Linked DNA regions of Bombyx mori: region 1 is linked to region 2. The links are chromatin contacts, called in public Hi-C maps. All regions are on one chromosome and are shown on one strand. The core of a region is the stretch at or near the end of the contact, and the rest is flanking DNA. Distances in the headings are between cores, read along the strand shown.

Region 1 (4,832 bases), core at 1,027-3,526, 51 kb after region 2:
AAGGCTCAGCCAAGAGGGGTGGGATTTGCTAACAACTGCCCGAGCGCCTCCGAAGGAGACCTAACAACTCAAGAGCAATTGTTTCGCGAATGAATCTACTACCGGATCGGAATCGCGACCCGCTGAGAAGATCCGGCGAGAAACTCAGCGGGCTGATGCATGGGTTAGGTTGCACGTCGACCTCTTTGTCGAGTTCGACGAGTACGGTTACCGGGGTCCCTAAGCCTGCCCCTAGTATTAGAGCTGAAGGCATCTAATGCAAAGGTTATTGGATCTGATGGATCCGTAAGGACGTGTCTAGGGCGTCGACGGTGACTGGCTCCTGCATGATCAGGATTCGGGGAGTAGTCAGCGGCGGCAACGATAAGGCGATTATCATGACGCATAGCCTTATCGAAGTATCGTTCCGACGCTGACTTCATGTATTTCCGAATTGATTCGAGGCCCAGGTCGTCGTGTAGGTCAACGTTCCTCACGAACCACGGAGCCCCGACAGCTAACCTGCAAAAGCGGGATTGTAGGGATTGGAGGGTGTCTATGTGTGTGCGGGCCGCGTGAGCGAACACCACACTCGCGTAAGTCATGACGGGCCTTATGCAAGTTTTGTAAAGTGTCACCTTGTTCCGAAGGGACATTTTACTCCGCTTACAGATCATGGGGTAGAGTCTACCGAGAATAAACGCGGCACGGTCACGGACTGATTTTATATGCGGGCGGAATGTCATCGATGCATCCAGAGTAACGCCCAGGTACTTGACCTTCCTGGCCCAGGGTATGGGTTGTCTAAAGAGAGTAATCGGGGGTGTGAGATTCCTCCTCCTAATCCGGGAGGAAATCCGTGTGGAGCTTCCCCTCTGAAATAGCACCGCAGTACTTTTCGCTGGGTTGATGTCTATGCGCCATTTTCGGAACCACTGTCCTAGGGCTAGGGCTGCGCTCTGAAGTTTCTTCGCGATTAGGGACTTATTTCTACTAGAATAGTAAACAGTCGTGTCGTTGGCGAATAAAGCTAAATGGGTCGGCGGCGACCGGGGAATATCGTTGACGAATAAGCTAAATAGGAGGGGTGAGAGGACAGAGCCTTGCGGAACTCCAGCTGTGAGAGGTCGTGGGGAGGAGCGGGTTCCCTCGACTCGATATCGAAAAGGCCCGAGCGCCTCCGAAGGAGACCTAACTACTCAAGAGCAATTGCTTTGCGAATGGATCTACTACCGGATCGGAATCGCGACCCACTCAGAAGATCCGGCGCGAAACTCAGCGGGCTGATGCATGGGTTAGGTCTACACTCCTTTACACTACACGCCTCTACACCGTTTTATGACGTCAATAAAAATCTTGCTCACAAACAGGACGTAAAAAAAATAAAACAATAAAAGGAATTGTCTCGAAACGAAAACGTTTATTATAGTTTATTACTCTTAACTGATAACGAATGTACTTCCTGAAATTTGACATTTAATAATAAAGCGTAGGTACTATGTACATTCTTTATCGAGAAATTGAAAACCGATTATTTTAATTTTTTTTAAAAGCACGTACCGAGTAATCTTGTTATAGCATATGATTAGATTTATTTTATTAATATTCGAATTACATTTTGTATGTTAGGTAATACTTGCATCTCGGATATTCTATAATATAATATCGCGAGATGTTTCCAATGGTAATTTCTTAACCCACAGACACAGCCCACTGAGTTTCTCGCCGGATCCTCTCAATGGGTCGCGTTTCCGATCCAGTGGTAGTTTCTGCGAAGCACGGCTCTTGCTAGGGTTCGGATCAGCAACATCGTCAGGTTTGAGCCCTGTGAGCTCACCTACTTGTTGAGGTTACCCTGATACGGTCTCTCTAGACCGTCAGCTTCAGTAGGAAAAAAAAATCATTTCTATTAATGTTCAAGATTTTTTTTTCGGTTATATAGAACGCGCTCGTTTGTGTCAAATACACTGAGAACACTAAGGCGTAATAACTTTAATAGATATCCAACTTGAAACGAACCTGAAGACCATACAACAATGGTGAGAGTCGAGTAATCGGTACACCAATGAGGCGATCCTAGTAAAAGGAAACAAAAAAAAAATCCCACTGGCATTGTTAAGTCATTGCCTCTATTAAGCGGTGACAAGAAAGAAAATATAAATGCGAAACAAATGAAAGCGAAAGCGGTAATCGTCTACGGATTATTCGTGTAATCGGGCCACCATAGAACAAGTTACCTGTTGCTTTTACCTCGCGAACTCTTATCGGAGCCATGAACGATTTTAAAAAAAAAGCCAGCCGACACGCAGTCGATAACATCGTGACGACATAGCATGCTTGCATGTTTGTGTTACAGCGACATTAGTAGGTAGAAAAATTGACTAATAATGTATAGTAATGCAAAAAATAATATACCAACAGTCTTCTTCCTAGTCGTACACTCTTGACAGAGTGGGCGTGGTCTGGTTCAGTCATCCGGCCCTAATTTAGGATTCCCTGTGTTATAGGTACCCTCCTCCTTGCGTCGGTTTCCTCATTACTGAGGGTCGTGGTCATGGCCTTGAAACAGTTTGTTTTTTTATAATGCACCGCCATCTGTTCCTATCTGCAGCTGAGTGCAGAGCATCGTGCACTGTGGTATCAAGGGCTGCACGAATCTGGTCCGTCCAACGGGTCGAGCTCCTGCCTCTTGGTCGCTTGCCCTCGACCTTTCCAGTGACCACCAATTTCTCCAAGCTGTCACTGTCTGTCCTTGCAATGTGGCCAAAGTATTTAAGAATTCTTCGCAGGCAAATGGTGGAGTGTCTAGTCCGGATTTTGAGCTGAGCTAGGATGGATACATGGGTACCAGAGACAGATAAACATACTTATACATGTTTAAATATATATTTAATAAAAACACCCAGAAAAAGAGCAAACAAATCTATTCATCAATCATCACCACCATCATCAACCAAATTTACATAACCAAGTGTGTTATGTCAAGTTACGTATAATTTTTCGCGACGTCGCGTCGCGCATGCCAACCAACGTAAGCACGTAAGATTAAAATGTGCAAAATTAGTTTTGTTTTCCGTTTTTGATGTTAAAATCGGCAAATAAGTTCATTAGTTATTCGGTGTAAAAATAGGCAGTTAAGTAGGAAATTAGCAATACCTCCAGGGATATAATGAGGCATCGTGAAATCGTCTGATACAATATTACTTTGCACTATTCAATACGTGTTAGAGAATTTCAATTTCATTGTCTTTAATACATCACTCGTAAAAAATATACGAACAAGGCTGTATGTAGTACATAACACTCAACAACCTTCAGATAACGTAAAACCGTATTTGTTTTTCATTAATTATTTATCTTCGTTTCACAGATCAGCCGAAAGATATGTTAAGGTGAAATGGAGGGACGTTCGAGTCGGCGACCTCGTTCACTTGTCTAACAACGAAGCGGTGCCAGCTGATATGGTGCTGCTGCACTCCTCCAATCCAATGGGGATCTGCTACCTGGACACGTGTAATCTGGACGGAGAGACAAACTTGAAACAGAGAATCGTCGCACCGGGCTTCAGAGAAAAGGTAATAATAGTATTTAAATTTATTAAATTTCGCTCGTGGTCTAGCCGGATCATGCGTGATTCGCGTGCGAGGAATGGCAGGCTCAAGATTTGGCACGTACCAATATGTTGTTGTTTTTTTTTTAATCGTCACGCAACGGAATTTTTCGCAGGAGTTCTTACGGTTGGTAACCTGATAGCGTTGTATTTCTGTTGACGTTCTATGGTTGCATTAAAATCGGGGTCACGTACACCTGTGAAGCTTCGAAAATATATTTTTTACAACGGTCCCTGAAATTTCTCTCGGTTTTCGGAGTCTATTAGAAATTGTATGCGAATAAAATACTTTATGCAGGAACTATGTAGTTCGCAATTCGAGACAGTTTATCGCGTTGACTGTCACGTAAGTCACTGGTGCCTTACGTGACGCACTGTGTGCTTAGTGCGAGTTTTTTAACTTCTCGATCGCGTAAAAGTTAACTCAAATTTGTATGGATTTGGAACAGCGCCTCTAGTGGCAAACGTAAGCAAACGTTCCAGCTCCATAGAAATTTGAGTTAGCTTTTACGCGATCGATAAGTTAAAAAAGTGGCACTAAGCACACTAAAGTAATTATGTCGATTTTTGGCACTAAGCGCCTGGATTGCCTAATTTTTTTTGTTAATTAATATATGTTTTAGTCCTTTCGGTCTTTTAGAAATAGATTCATTCGCAGTATCTTCGGATTCGTCTTTTCCAGAGTCTACTAAATATTCTGACGCCTTAGTGAGAAGATCGAAGATAGAAATCGACATAATTACTTCAGTGCACCACGTAGGGCACCGGTGACCTATACGATAGTCAACGTATTAAAGACAATCATTTTTATATTTTAGCTATTTCAATATATAACTGAAGTATTTTTCATAGTGGTAGGGTACGCTATTCCTGCCGCGAAGTAGCAATAAGTTTCAGTTTGAAGGATGGGACAGCCGTTATACAATAATATAACAATACAATACAATTCAATCGAGGTTTCGACCTCATTTATTTCAAGGTGGGGGGTGGCATTCAAAGCTTTTTGAAGTTTATGGGCTACAGCAATCGCTTAGCTCCAGATGAACCGTGACTAGCTCACCTATCAATGCAATATAATGAAAATATCCTTCAATCCTCTTAATTCAATGGCTCTTAAAGCTTAATTATTAACCGAACCCATCAATGTTCCAAAGGTGAACTACGTTAACCGTAGAATAATTTATCGCTTTCACGTTCAGACATGCTTATTTACTGCGTTCTGAATGTTTCGTGTTCGGATACA
Region 2 (4,313 bases), core at 693-3,192:
CAGATTATTAAAGGTGCATATTGAATGCAAGATTGCATGCATGCAAGAAGCATGAACCAAAATTATATCAAAGATTGAGAATCGATGTTTGTGTTTTTAACAAAGAGAAGAAGTTTAGTTTGTTTTTTGCTTCCGAATAAAAAGTATTAATTTCGGTCGCCTTTATTTAATGTTCCAGACATTTATAAATAGCCCGACATGTTTCAGGGATAGTTTTTGTCATCAGGGGTTGGGATATTGAAGAACTAAATTTTAAATCTTGATACGAATTTCCTGTTGCAAGAAATCTTAATGTTACAACCAATCTTTCTTTTGGACTTATACTGTCGTAGGATTAGATATGTAATAGTTGTAAAATAAATATATAATAGACTATCGTAGGATAGTATCCTGTTTTTTAATAAACGGTGTCACAAGGCCTAATATTAGGTCAAACGAGATCGAATCCATTTAAAGATAACTAGCTGACCCGGCAGACTTCGTAGTGCCTCAATCGATAAATAAAAGACCTAAAGGAATCCGTCCGAAGGGGAACACATCAAAAGAAAAACAAAATTGTTATTTTTATTTAATTCCGAGCATTTTCTTAAATCAAGGTAGATTAAACCTTCTTTGGACTTCCACGAATAATTCAAGACCAAAAATAACCAAATCGGTTCAGCCGTTCTTGAGTTTTAGCGAGACTAACGAACAGCAATTCTTTTTTATATATAAAGAAGATTTCTGAAGTTTGCTGGTTCTAAATCACTCATAATGTTCATATTCATGTCATATTTGTTAACATTCCGCACAGCAATAAATATTTCTTCAGCGATATTCTTGTTTTTTTTATTTTTTATTTCGAGCAATAAAAAAAATAAAAAATTTGTTCTTTTCTAGACAATACTGGGGCCATCCTCTTACGCACATGACACGTCTTACTTCATTGCGTTTAAACTGACAATTGATTCAGTAACTGAATTTAATATTCAAAAATTCCATTCCAATATCAATTTCATTTGCATCTTAGGTCCAGTTGCTCCATTTCACTGCCATTCACAATAAGATAAGAAGGGTTCTTCGTGCCCCCTTAAGAGGGCACGGAGCGGGCCTCGGGGCAAACCCATCTGCCCCGGCGGGCAGAAACTCCCTGCAACGCAGGGCAGGGTGTGATGAGGGTGGGACTGTTCTTAGCGTGCTCGGTTGCAGTTTACATCTATTTAAACATATATAATACGATGGGCTTGGTTAGGCGTCGAATTGGTGCCCGTGGACGTAGCACACCAGCGCGGCGGCGCCGGGGTGCTGTACTCTGCTTTTCTTTTCTTTTCTTTTTTGCCCTTACAACTAACTAAACCTAACTACAAACTAACTACTAACTACTATATACAAACAGGAACAACAGTCAGCAAGAAGAGGGCCGGGGTCCACCACGGATCCCGTATGTGGACAGCTCAGTCCCATCCCCATGCTCCCACACTCATTATGAGCACTCCCTTAACACTCCGGTTAAGTTGCCAGTAGCTCCCTTGGTTGCGCCCGACCATCAGTTGGTCTGGCATGCAAGGGAGCTATATTGTGGACATGCTCGTGGGGTCCACCGTCAGCCCGCTCGTAAATATTACGAGCTAGCCTCCAAATGAACTCCTCGAGCAACTGCACATAAAGATCCCGGGCTATTACGTCATTTCTGACGTAACGGCCTGCTCCTACTATCGTGCGTAGAGCCAGATTTTACTGGGCCTGCAACCTCACCCGCGTAAGCTGCGGGATGAGGTGATACCATGTCGCAGCTGCGTAGGTGATACGGGAACGGACATTGTAAATTGCCATTCATATGGCAATGATGGCTTCATCCTCCACTACACAAGACTTGGCTGTATAGGCTTTGCTCTCATCGCGTATCCAATTGACAATCAAATAAAACAAAATCATGTCAAAATGTCAACTTCGTGTCAATTCTGTCAGTTCGCTACTCTCACTTACAGTCACTTTTTTAGTTGTTTTGAGTTGTTCTCTCGCGTACGTGATAAGCGCCGTTGCTTCGTGGAAATAACAATATTTGTATTTCGATGTGAAATATATAGCAATGTGTAATGTACTATCAGTTCAGAATACATCACCATTGATACGTTCTCTCTGTAACACGAATATTATTCTTGCGAATCAGTGATCAGATGACTTTACCATATGTTTCAAATCATTCGACAATCGACAAATTCTCTTATAACTCTTCAATAAACATTACTATCACATTACGCGTCACGTTTTAAATGAAAGGAATAATTGAGCGGCATCCATCACAGATGTATAAAAATGTCAACAGAAGGAAGCGGAGAGACTCCCTCGACGGTGCCATGTTTACCAGGAGCACCCGAACAAACATATCTATTTCCGAAAGTAAAAGGACACTCGAGGTCCATAAGCCATGGTGGCACTCCCATACTAGCCGGGAATACGACCACGGCCCGGCCGCCCTTAAAATCTGCACTGAGAGGTCATCAGCGAGCTTTGTCTCATGGTCAAATTGGCGAAGGTCCACGCGCCGGGTCAGGACCCGGTCACAGTCGCACTGGCAGCCGCACAGACTTCATCTTGCCACCAGGTCATCGCGAACCAGTACCTGCAAGTGCCCAACCAAGACTGGGATCTGTACGCGCTCATCACTCACGACAAGCATCCCGCTCTGATTCCATATACACAATAAGAAGAACTTCCGTTGTTGGCCCATGGCGGCGTGCAGCCTTTTGGTTGTTGAGAAGACAACAGCCTGTTATTGATAATTGTCATATGACTGTAGTACCAAACCATTTAGTGCCAGATAAAACACCACCAAAAGACCATCCTAATGGACATAGGTGCAACAATAAAATTAGGACTACTAAATACACCTTACTGTCATTTTTACCAAAAAATTTATTTGAACAGTTTCATAGGATCGCAAATGTGTATTTTATTTTTATTGTGTTGTTGAACTGGGTGCCAGCTATAAGTGCATTTGGCAAGGAAGTGGCTATGCTACCTGTGTTGTTTGTGTTAGGTGTGACGGCTATTAAAGACTTGTTTGAAGATCGGAGAAGACACATGTCAGACAAGAGAATCAACAATTCATTTTGCAGAGTATACAAGAAGTGAGTAATTTAAATCTTAATATTTTTTTACTTGAATTAGCTATTTGGAAGTATACTAGAATGTGGAATTGTTGTACCTACAGTAAGTAATGACTCAGTTTGTTTCATAAGATTCTGTAGAATTTACAAAATGGCTCTGGCCCTTAAGCTAGCTTATGTATCAAAAAGCAATTTTCATTTTGGTTTTGGATACATTATTTGATTCATTATTTTATCATAATATTGAATGTAAACTTTAAGCACATTTTTATATTTTTCAAGTCAATTTAAAGTTTTATTTTCTTTTAATATACAGATTTTATAAAAATAATAATATAGTCATTTGGATTAAGTAGAATAATGAATATCAGTGAAAACAGTCTACAAAAATATTATATTACCTTTTATCAGTGCATACTGCAAAATAACAATAATTGTGTTAAAAATATGAAACAAGAGCAACATGTAGAATTTGAACAGAGTATTTTTTATACATAAGTATTTCTAAATATCCTTTTTTTATTAATGCGTGAAACAGTTAATATTCTATAAAACTTAAAATGATCTTCATTATGCTTAATCTCATTTGTCTACTAATTTGAAGAACCAAGCTTATATTATTCACAGATTAGATAATAATATTAATATAATATTACTTTATTAAAAATACATTTTTACAATCACAATTATATTTACACAAACAAATATATTTTTTGTATATAAATAATTCTGGGAAGATACCCCAAGATAGATAGAAGATATCTTTAAGAAACTGATGTACATGAAAAGCTATAATTCATATTGTACACACTGAATATTATTTATTTATTTCTAAAAATTCAGAATTAATTACAAAGCATGTAATAACTCACATACTGAACAATTAAAGTAAGTAAATTTATTCAAATAAAATTTTATTTGTTATAGTGGCAATCTATAAATTTAATTGAATAAACAAACCCAACTGTTAAGTGTTGAGTGCACAGACACAACATAAATGTAATAAAAAATTTAAGTCTTCTTTTCTCCCCTTTCATTTTCACGAATGCACTGGCATGTTGACATCCAATTTAACTGACTGAAAAAAAAGGTCTATTTCTATTAGTTAATCTAGTATTTATATAGTTAGACAACATGGATACTTTTTTTTAAATATTTTTTTGCATCACCTATTTGAATTTTCTTGATTTCTTGATAGGATTTTCAATTCTCTAGTTCATCTTT

Evidence for each region. A called contact is a pair of places that touch in the nucleus more often than the background predicts.
Region 1: a Hi-C map of whole pupa shows a contact between it and region 2, with 4 times the contacts expected there. The contact joins the enhancer-like site here to the promoter of LOC101740011 in region 2. A contact is called at or near these places in 3 of 7 Hi-C or Micro-C datasets (midgut and whole pupa).

What each region holds. Positions count from the first base shown.
Region 1 is chr13:13,957,190-13,962,021 of ASM3026992v2, forward strand. It overlaps LOC101740011 (phospholipid-transporting ATPase VD), which reads left to right. Exons shown (of 16, transcript XM_004927955.5): 2 at 3,350-3,554. Among protein-coding and RNA genes, the nearest start is that of LOC101738667, 37 kb to the right of the region's middle. Within about 2 kb of position 2,277, at least 3 of the 8 cell types and tissues checked have open chromatin away from gene starts, as enhancers often do.
Region 2 is chr13:13,906,326-13,910,638 of ASM3026992v2, forward strand. It overlaps LOC101740011 (phospholipid-transporting ATPase VD), which reads left to right and starts at 1,943. Exons shown (of 16, transcript XM_004927955.5): 1 at 1,943-3,110. The coding sequence starts at 2,296. LOC119629346 (a long non-coding RNA gene) reads right to left here. Exons shown (of 3, transcript XR_009974753.1): 3 at 3,355-4,167.